Regions from separate parts of the Mus musculus genome. Here region 1 is linked to region 2. A link is a contact called in public Hi-C data. All regions are on one chromosome and are shown on one strand. The core of a region is the stretch at or near the end of the contact, and the rest is flanking DNA. Distances in the headings are between cores, read along the strand shown. Region 1 holds the start of Cct8 (chaperonin containing Tcp1, subunit 8 (theta)). Region 2 holds the start of Gbe1 (glucan (1,4-alpha-), branching enzyme 1).

Region 1 (4,170 bases), core at 1,162-3,661, about 17 Mb before region 2:
ACACATATACACGCACACACGCACACACATACACACACACACACACCCCATTGATCACCAATTGAGAAAAATGCCTTACAGTTGGATCTAACGGAGGCATTTTCTCAAAGGCGGCTCCTTCCTCTCTAATGACTCTAACTTGTGTCAAGTTGACACTCAAAACCAGCCAGTACATAGCGTTTAACCCAAATTACACAAAATTAACAAATCTCCGTTCAAAAGGAATAATTGGCAATTAAAAACTAAGTCTTTGATGAATTAACACATAGTTGATTGGAATTGCTTTTAATTCTTCCCATTTCCCACTTGTGCAAGGTCGACTTTTACTTTAAACTTTTGATGAAAATTTATCCACTGTCTTGAACTCGTTTAGTTTTTCAGGATCTAGTTATCAATTTTTGCCAAGATTTAGATCCTCTTAGTTACTTTTAACAAATCAGGTATAATTTTAAATCCCCTCTCACTATTTTGTGTCAGTTATACCCATAAGTGATGCTGAGACAACGGGTTTTAGTTTTTCCTAGCAAATCCATGAGGGAATCTTCGACTGTCTTACCTCTCAGGTGTCATGTACTTTGCAGACATAGAATCCACATAGAAGTTTAAACAGAGTCACCCAATGATTGTTTTTAATGGGTATCGTAGTAACCATTGATTGTTAATATTATAAATCAAACTATTTAACATTAATATAAAAATATAGCAGTGAACACTGAAGGCTAACATAACATTATTGAAAATGTCTCTCTTGAGGACTGATATTCTCAATTTTTTCCCCAAATATTTTATATGTGGCTTAGTGGACGACAAAGAGTGTAAGTGGCTCCTTGTGCTTTTCACATTCATACTGTGACATACTGAACACCCAGCAGGCCTTCACAGCTCCCCACAGGAAGAGGAGACAGCTCTGTATTACTATGAAAACACTTGCGTAGTCATGGGCCCTGAAAGGGCGTTGGAGAGCCTCGGAGGTGTCAAAACCAATCTTTGAGAACCACTGAACGTTTGCTCTGTCTTCCAATATAATTGGCTCACTTACCTTGTGTTCGGTGACAAGAAAGTATTTTCATGGTTACATTTTTTTTTCCTTTTTCTTTTCTTTTCTTTTTCTTGGATATTTTCTTTATTTACATTTCAAATGTTTTCCACTTTTCAGGTCTCCCCTTCGGAAACCCCCTATCCCATCCCCACTCCTCCTGCCTCCATGAGGGTGCTCCCCCACCCACCCACTCCCATCCTCCCACCCTGGCATTTCCCTACAAATGGTGCATTGAACACCCTAAGGCCTGAGGGCCTCTCTTCCCACTGATGTACAACAAGGCCATCCTCTGCCACATATGTGGCCAGTGCCATGGGTTGCTCCATGTTTAGTCTTTGGTTGGTTGTCCTGTCCCTGGGAGCTCTAGGGGAACTGGCCTGTTGACACTGTTGCTCCCTCCATGGGGCTCCAAACCCCTTCAGCTCCTTCAGTCCCATGGTTACATATTTAAAATGTTTAATAGAAAAAAAAATTGCAGTTGATAGTACGGTTGCAATTATGAGTCTGTCCCAATGTAAAGAAAATCTTAATTTCTCTATGTCCAACGACTCACCAAAGCGTTTCATATTTTTCTGCAAGGGCAGGAGATGCTTCCATTTTTTTGTATTTTTTTATTGTAAGAGTGTTTTACTTTCTCTATGAAGTTATTCTATTTACATAGAAATGTTTGTGAAAAAGATTCTGGGGGAGTAGAGAATATCTATATAGATATATAGATATAGATAAAGTGGTTAACTATTCCCACTTTGTAATCTGCCCATCTAGGGTAGAAATCGTCGCTGTAATATCTATTGGCCTGGTGACCTCTGCGTACCACTGAATTGTGGTTATCAACTTCCCTTCCATAAAATGGAGATTAATATTCATTCTTAAATTTGACCAATAACAAAGATAACTGCACTTAAGCAAACCGCTTAGCTCTGCTACGCACGTGCAGTCCACGCGTTGCAATCCTCCATGCTATTTCAAAGATCACCTTCGAGCCTTCAGTGCTTCCCAGTGACCAACACAGAGGATGTCCATTGGTAGTTTATAGGGGCGAGGGCGGGTGAGCTTGGAGAAGAAAAGGCTAACCTGCCCCGGTGCTGGGTCTGCAGGATTAAGTTTAAGTGAAGGATAAGACGTTGGGTGTCCGCCACCGAAATATCACAAGCCAAACGTCCTAACCAAAGTTTACTCATTAACTTAGGACAAGGGACACGAAGGGAGCATGCACGCTCTGGGTTCGGCCTGATCGTCCGCTTTGATCGGGAATCGGCAGATCAGGTCTGTCTGCTGGAACCTCTGGTTCTCGCGATATTTCAGAGACGCTGCAGGTTGAAGGGGCGGGGCGACCGGAAGTAGGGGGACGCGAGGCGGCGCCGAGGCCCATTCCCAGCAGGCAGTGCGCGGCGCCCCTTGCTTCCTCGGCGTCTCGGAGCGAGCGCGTGAGCGGTGGACTGCGGCCGAGCCATGGCGCTTCACGTCCCCAAGGCCCCGGGCTTTGCCCAGATGCTCAAGGATGGAGCCAAAGTAGGTGGCGTGGAGGGACTGTACGGTGGGAGGGTGGGTCTGCGCCTGTGGCGACCGCGACAGGCCTGCGGGCGGGCGGCCGCGCCGCGATCGGGATGGAGAAGGTTCTAGAAAGGGAAGCGTGCTCTGGATGCCGGCTCGCTGGAACTGGTGGGCATTTCTGTTATTCCCCCGGCGGCTTCGGGTTTGCATCCCAGCTCCCCACGCCCCTGTCTGCGGCATGGAGCCCACGGGCGCCGCCCTTAACGCGAGCTGGCGATGCGTTAATGAACTTGGACGGAATTGGTAACGGGTGGTTGGAGGGCCGGGGATTGTAGGATGGAGATGACACGAGTCCGGCATGGTCACTCCTGGGCCTGCCCTTGGTTGCTTCCTTCCAGACACGTCCGATCCCCACTGCTCTACTGAAAACTCTCCTCTGGACGTTCTGTTTCCTTTACCTTTTCTGAGTTGAGACCGGGCCGAAGGCTGTTAACTGTCTTTTCACTCTGACTGTCCGATGTCGTAGCCTACAGGATAAATGAAGCCCCACCCCAGATCGAATAGGCCGTAGTTTCAGGAGTGATTTTTTTTTTTTTTTTAAAGCGGTCACATTGCTTATGGAGCGATTTGTCCTGAGTTCCCCAAGCTGCCAGATAACGTTTGTTTTGTCTTTCATATTTTTACAAGTTGTAGAAATAGCGGATTCTTAGCAGTACAGAGAGGTGGTGTCCCCTTTGTAGTGATAACTGGCATACTGAATGGATGTCAGGGCTTAATGTAAGTTAGTAAGTTCTGCAAATGACACTGTTAACCTTTTGAGGGGTAGCAACAGCTTCCAGTTTCCATCTTTTCCTCCATCACTCTGGCTGAGGACATGATACATTTAAAGGATTTCTGTCACAGGCTAGCATTTCAGCACAGAGATACTTTGTGTAAATCGGTACTGATGGAGGCTATAGTGAAGACAAGTTTTTTTAAAGTACCCCCATCCCCCAAATTTAGGTTAAAAGCTAGTACTAGTAGGCTGGGATTGTAGTTTAATGGTAGATTGCTTTCTTGTGTTCAATCCCTGGAAAAGGCAGAAGGAAGAATAGTTGTTATTTAGCTAGGTGAGTAATAATCTGCCAAGTAGGAGCTATTGATTATCCCATTAGTTTACAGATAGGAAAGAGAGCCAGGCCCAGTGGGGGAAACTGAGGCTGTCTGATGACTGCCTGTGTGATCCTGGCTGTTTCTTAGAAGCATACTCAACAGAGGTATCCTGCGGTAGAAAACTCTTAACTTGGTTATCATGCCTAAGCAGACATTTTCTTTTTCAGCATTTCTCGGGATTAGAAGAGGCTGTGTATAGAAATATACAGGCCTGCAAGGAGCTTGCTCAGACTACTCGCACAGCGTACGGACCAAATGGTAATGACCAAGTTCAGGCTGTGTGGTGTGACTGTTAGCGTAGAGAGCGGGCCTCACGTGTTTTATGGTCGGTGGCATTGATGTGCCTCTCACTTTCAGTCAGGAATGCAGCTTTCTGGGAAAAGAGAAATTGGAAACGATGCTGTTACCCTGTTAGGTCCTAGGGAAGTCCAGCATCCTCACTAGTGGCCAGTACTATTGTGGAAAGGCTCAGCAGTCTGCAGAAA
Region 2 (3,846 bases), core at 1,058-3,557:
CACAGCAATCAATGACCATGACGACACTATGAAAAAGTTTTTATTCTCTACCAGTTAACAATACAAGTCACCACTGCCAGATGCCAAATTACTGTTTGACATGCCTAAATGGAACATGTGTGCTGGAAAATAGCAATTATCCAGGACCAAGGGCAGAAGTAGAATCCAGGTCACAGAGAAGCACATAAGGACCCGCTGGGCCAGACTTTTCACCAAGAACACTGGATTCCCTCCCTTCTTTATTCTGCCCTTTGTCCCTCTCATTAATTTTGACAAACCATGAAAGATGACTATAATTGCTTCAATCCCAGTGGAGTTGAATATGAAGTACACACATACACACAAAAGAAGAGAATAAATGGTGTTTGTCTGCCTGTGGCCAGTGGAAACTGGAAACAGGACACAGGCAAAATATTTCCACAACTCTTGCTTTTGAAATTTCTTACAGGTTAGTTTATAAATCACACAAATAGAGCCATAATAAAAATAAACACCTCAAAAAAAAAAAAAAAAAAACTCGACATTAATCACCTTCTGTTGTAATTTGTGTGCTCATTATAACAAAATGATTTTTATATTCAAAAAAAATGTGGTGAAAATATGTAAATAAACATGTAAGTATATTTCATACAAAAAGAGAAAAAATAGATAAAATATTTGCTTTTGTTCTAAAAATCACTTATTCCAAAATCTGCTCAAGTCTTTTAGCTTTCAGGAGTACGTGCTAATTATCTCAGGGGACTCAGGCTTGCATCTTCTGAGTGAAAAGTTGCCAGACTCCTCCCCAGTACTTAATTTAAAGTCACGACTAAGTACTGTAAGTGAGGATCAGCCCAGCTGGCTGCTGTAAGGAGGGTTCCTGTATTAGGATATGTAAACTCTGGAATGAGCAGTTTATAATGCCTACTGTTTTAGAATCTGAGAATATTGGTTTTCTAGAAAGTGACTTAAGTGAATACATTTAATAACATGACAAAGCTAGGTCGTTGAGCTTTAAGGGTCTTTGTGTTTTCAAGTCACATCAACCCATGTTCATAATCACCAATGCCACCAACTAGTTCTATGTTTTCTATGATTAAAAAAGAGTCTATCGACTGGTGCCAAGGTAGTTTTGATTTTTGTAGTATCTAGGCTTTAAAGAAGAAACTAGTATGACAAATATGACAAATTGACTGGTGCCAAGGTAGTTTTGATTTTTGTAGTATCTAGGCTTTAAAGAAGAAACTAGTATGACAAATATGACTGCAGCAAAATACTTGCAATCGACTCATAACTACTCTAATTTATATACTAGCTACTTTAATTTTCAATCTTAACCTGAGCAGATTGCAATTATAAATTTCTGATAAGTGGGAAGCCTGGTGGGAGAGGAGTTATACTTTTTGAATTGGGCTCTGCAAGTTAAGCCATCCATGCCCTGTTAACTCTCCTGGAAGCTAAGGTCAAACACCCGCAAAGGTCGCTCTTCGATGTTGGTTTAAGGGAGAAGAGATCTGACCAACGATTAAAGTGAAACGCAGATTAATGAACTCACAAGAGCAAACAGGAGGGTGCAAGATGTTGAAAGACTGCCTGAAAGACTGCACAAACGCTGCTCGGAAGTAGACTACAAAGTTGGAAAAGCAAAATCACACACGCCCTGGGTCACGACCACTGCAACTCCCAGGACCAGAGGGGGGTGGCCTGTGAGTCCCGGAAGCCGCTGCGTGGCTGCAGCGCTGCCTGTCCCAGCACGTAGGGGAGGACGCGCGGCCAGGGACTGCGAGCAAGTGAGCGAGCACGGGGCGGACGTGCAGCAGAAAAGTTCAGGAACTCCCCCGGGAAGCCGGAGCCACGCCCACCGCATGATTGGCGTGCGAGGGGGCGGGGCCGCGCGGAGAGGGGGGAGTCGGGCGGCGCGCGCGCGCACGCGGGAAGGCCGGCCGCAGGCGGAGGGCGGTGGAGGGGTTCCCCCGGGTACCTGCGCTGGAAGTCCGCGGCGAAGGGCTTCAGGTACGGGTCAATCTCCAGGAGTCGGGCCAGCTCCGGCACGTCGGCCAAGGCGGCCTCCAGACGAGCATCGGGGCCCGTTTCCCCTGCCGCAGGAGCCGCCGGCGCCGCCATCTTCGCCGCAGCAGCCCGAGTAGCCGAGGCCCGAGAGGGTCGAGTGGGCCGAGTGGAGTGCGAGCGGCAGGGCGGAGCCGGGCGAGCCTAGGCGAGCCGCCGGGGACTTGCCCTTTATAGCGGCGGAGCGGGCCAGGGTGAGCCCGGGACACACGTCCTCAGCGCGGGCCCCCGCCCACTCACGGGGCCGGCCCCTGGAGCCCTGAACTGTGCTGGCTGGCCACCGGGAGGCGGGTCTCACCAGTCCCTGTCCCTTCCCCTTCCTGCCCGGTGGTCACCTCTCCTCAAACACCTGCTCTCATTTCTGAGTTTTGTTTTTCCTAGGGCGATGGTTTTCAAAAAGTGGGAAATTCACCTGGACCACGGTTAAAAGTCGACAACGCGAAACTATTTAGAATCTTAATGTCATTTAACAACCCTACGGCCCTAACCTTAATGTGTCTCAAGAGTTTAACCAAGAGAGTCTTTAAAGATTTTTGCATAGATAAGCATGGATAGCCAGCCAGGTCCCTGAAGTCACAGTAAGAACAAGAACTTTCCTGGTTCCCTGTACTGAAATCAGGCATTTGTGTTTCACCAACCAAACTGTCTTTGATGAGACATGACTGGGAGAACATCATTAAAGTGGACTGCACTCTCCTGCTTAATCACAGTGATGAAGCAAAAACTTTTCTGGCCAAGCTCCCAAGTATAACTACCCTGTGTCCTTTCTGTCCAGTGGTTCCTTTGCAAGAATACAGAATGGGGGCTTGATGCCATGATGGCTCACTAGGTAAAAAGTGCTTGCCACAAGGCATATAACTGGAATTATATTCCCAGAACCCACGGTCTGGAAAGAGGAAACCAACTTTCAAATATTTTCCACCCTGCCACATATATACTGATACACAGACATACAAAAAAATTTTTTTTTAAGAATACAGATTTTGACACAAGGAGAAATGGACGCTGCTACTCAGGAGGCTGCAAGTTACTTTGCACCTCAAAACTGGACAGGCTTGAGTATAATTTTCTCAGTTGAAATCTGGAAATGTAAAATCCTATCGCTTCTCGGCCTTTTGGCTAAGATCAAGTGTAGTAAAATCTTAGCGTCTAGGAAGAAGGAACAGTATTGACCAGCCTTGGGATATAAACATTTAAAACAGGGTTTGTGATGAACTTAAGAAAGAAAAATATTCACTTCGATGTGAATAGCTAAAGGTCTTAGATAAAGGTATATATATATCTACAAATGGGGGGGGGCTTGAACCCAGAAATAAAGTACCTAGTAGACACCCAATTCTGTAACTTCATTTTTTACTTTCATAACTCTAAATTTTCATCACTTCACACTGAAATTTCCACTTGGCTGACTAAGAAACCTGAACCAACTATCTTCTTCATAGCATAAGCGTTCACCTGTTAAGGTAAAACCAAAGCACTGATTAGGAAGGGAAAAGGGAAGGGGTGAGAAAATAAAAATAAAGTTTTCCTGAATAAACACTACCTAAAATCAGCTTTTATCACTTTTATACAGACTGATAATCACCCATAAATTACCATTTTTACCCACTCCCTGTACCAGTATTTCCCAATGTGACCTTGATATGAGTCACCTAGTGAAAATGTGCATTCTGAGTTTGGGGTCCATGTACCAGAATATATTTTTAACTACGTTCAAGAGATACTGATGCTGCCAGTTTTACATAATTAGAATAGCTAAACTCTATAGTACACATCAAATAATCTCAGTAAAAATTTAAA

The links. A called contact is a pair of places that touch in the nucleus more often than the background predicts.
Region 1: a contact with region 2 is called in a Hi-C map of uterus, with 13 times the contacts expected there. The contact joins the promoter of Cct8 here to the promoter of Gbe1 in region 2. A contact is called at or near these places in 3 of 484 Hi-C or Micro-C datasets (CD4 T cells, CD8 T cells and uterus).

The regions. Positions count from the first base shown.
Region 1 is chr16:87,494,110-87,498,279 of GRCm38.p6, reverse strand. Cct8 (chaperonin containing Tcp1, subunit 8 (theta)) reads left to right here and starts at 2,411. Exons shown (of 15, transcript NM_009840.3): 1 at 2,411-2,551; 2 at 3,853-3,943. The coding sequence starts at 2,492. It overlaps B130034C11Rik (RIKEN cDNA B130034C11 gene), which reads right to left and starts at 2,207. Exons shown (of 3, transcript NR_040375.1): 1 at 1,971-2,207.
Region 2 is chr16:70,312,410-70,316,255 of GRCm38.p6, reverse strand. It overlaps Gbe1 (glucan (1,4-alpha-), branching enzyme 1), which reads right to left and starts at 2,307. Exons shown (of 16, transcript NM_028803.4): 1 at 1,961-2,307. The coding sequence starts at 2,103.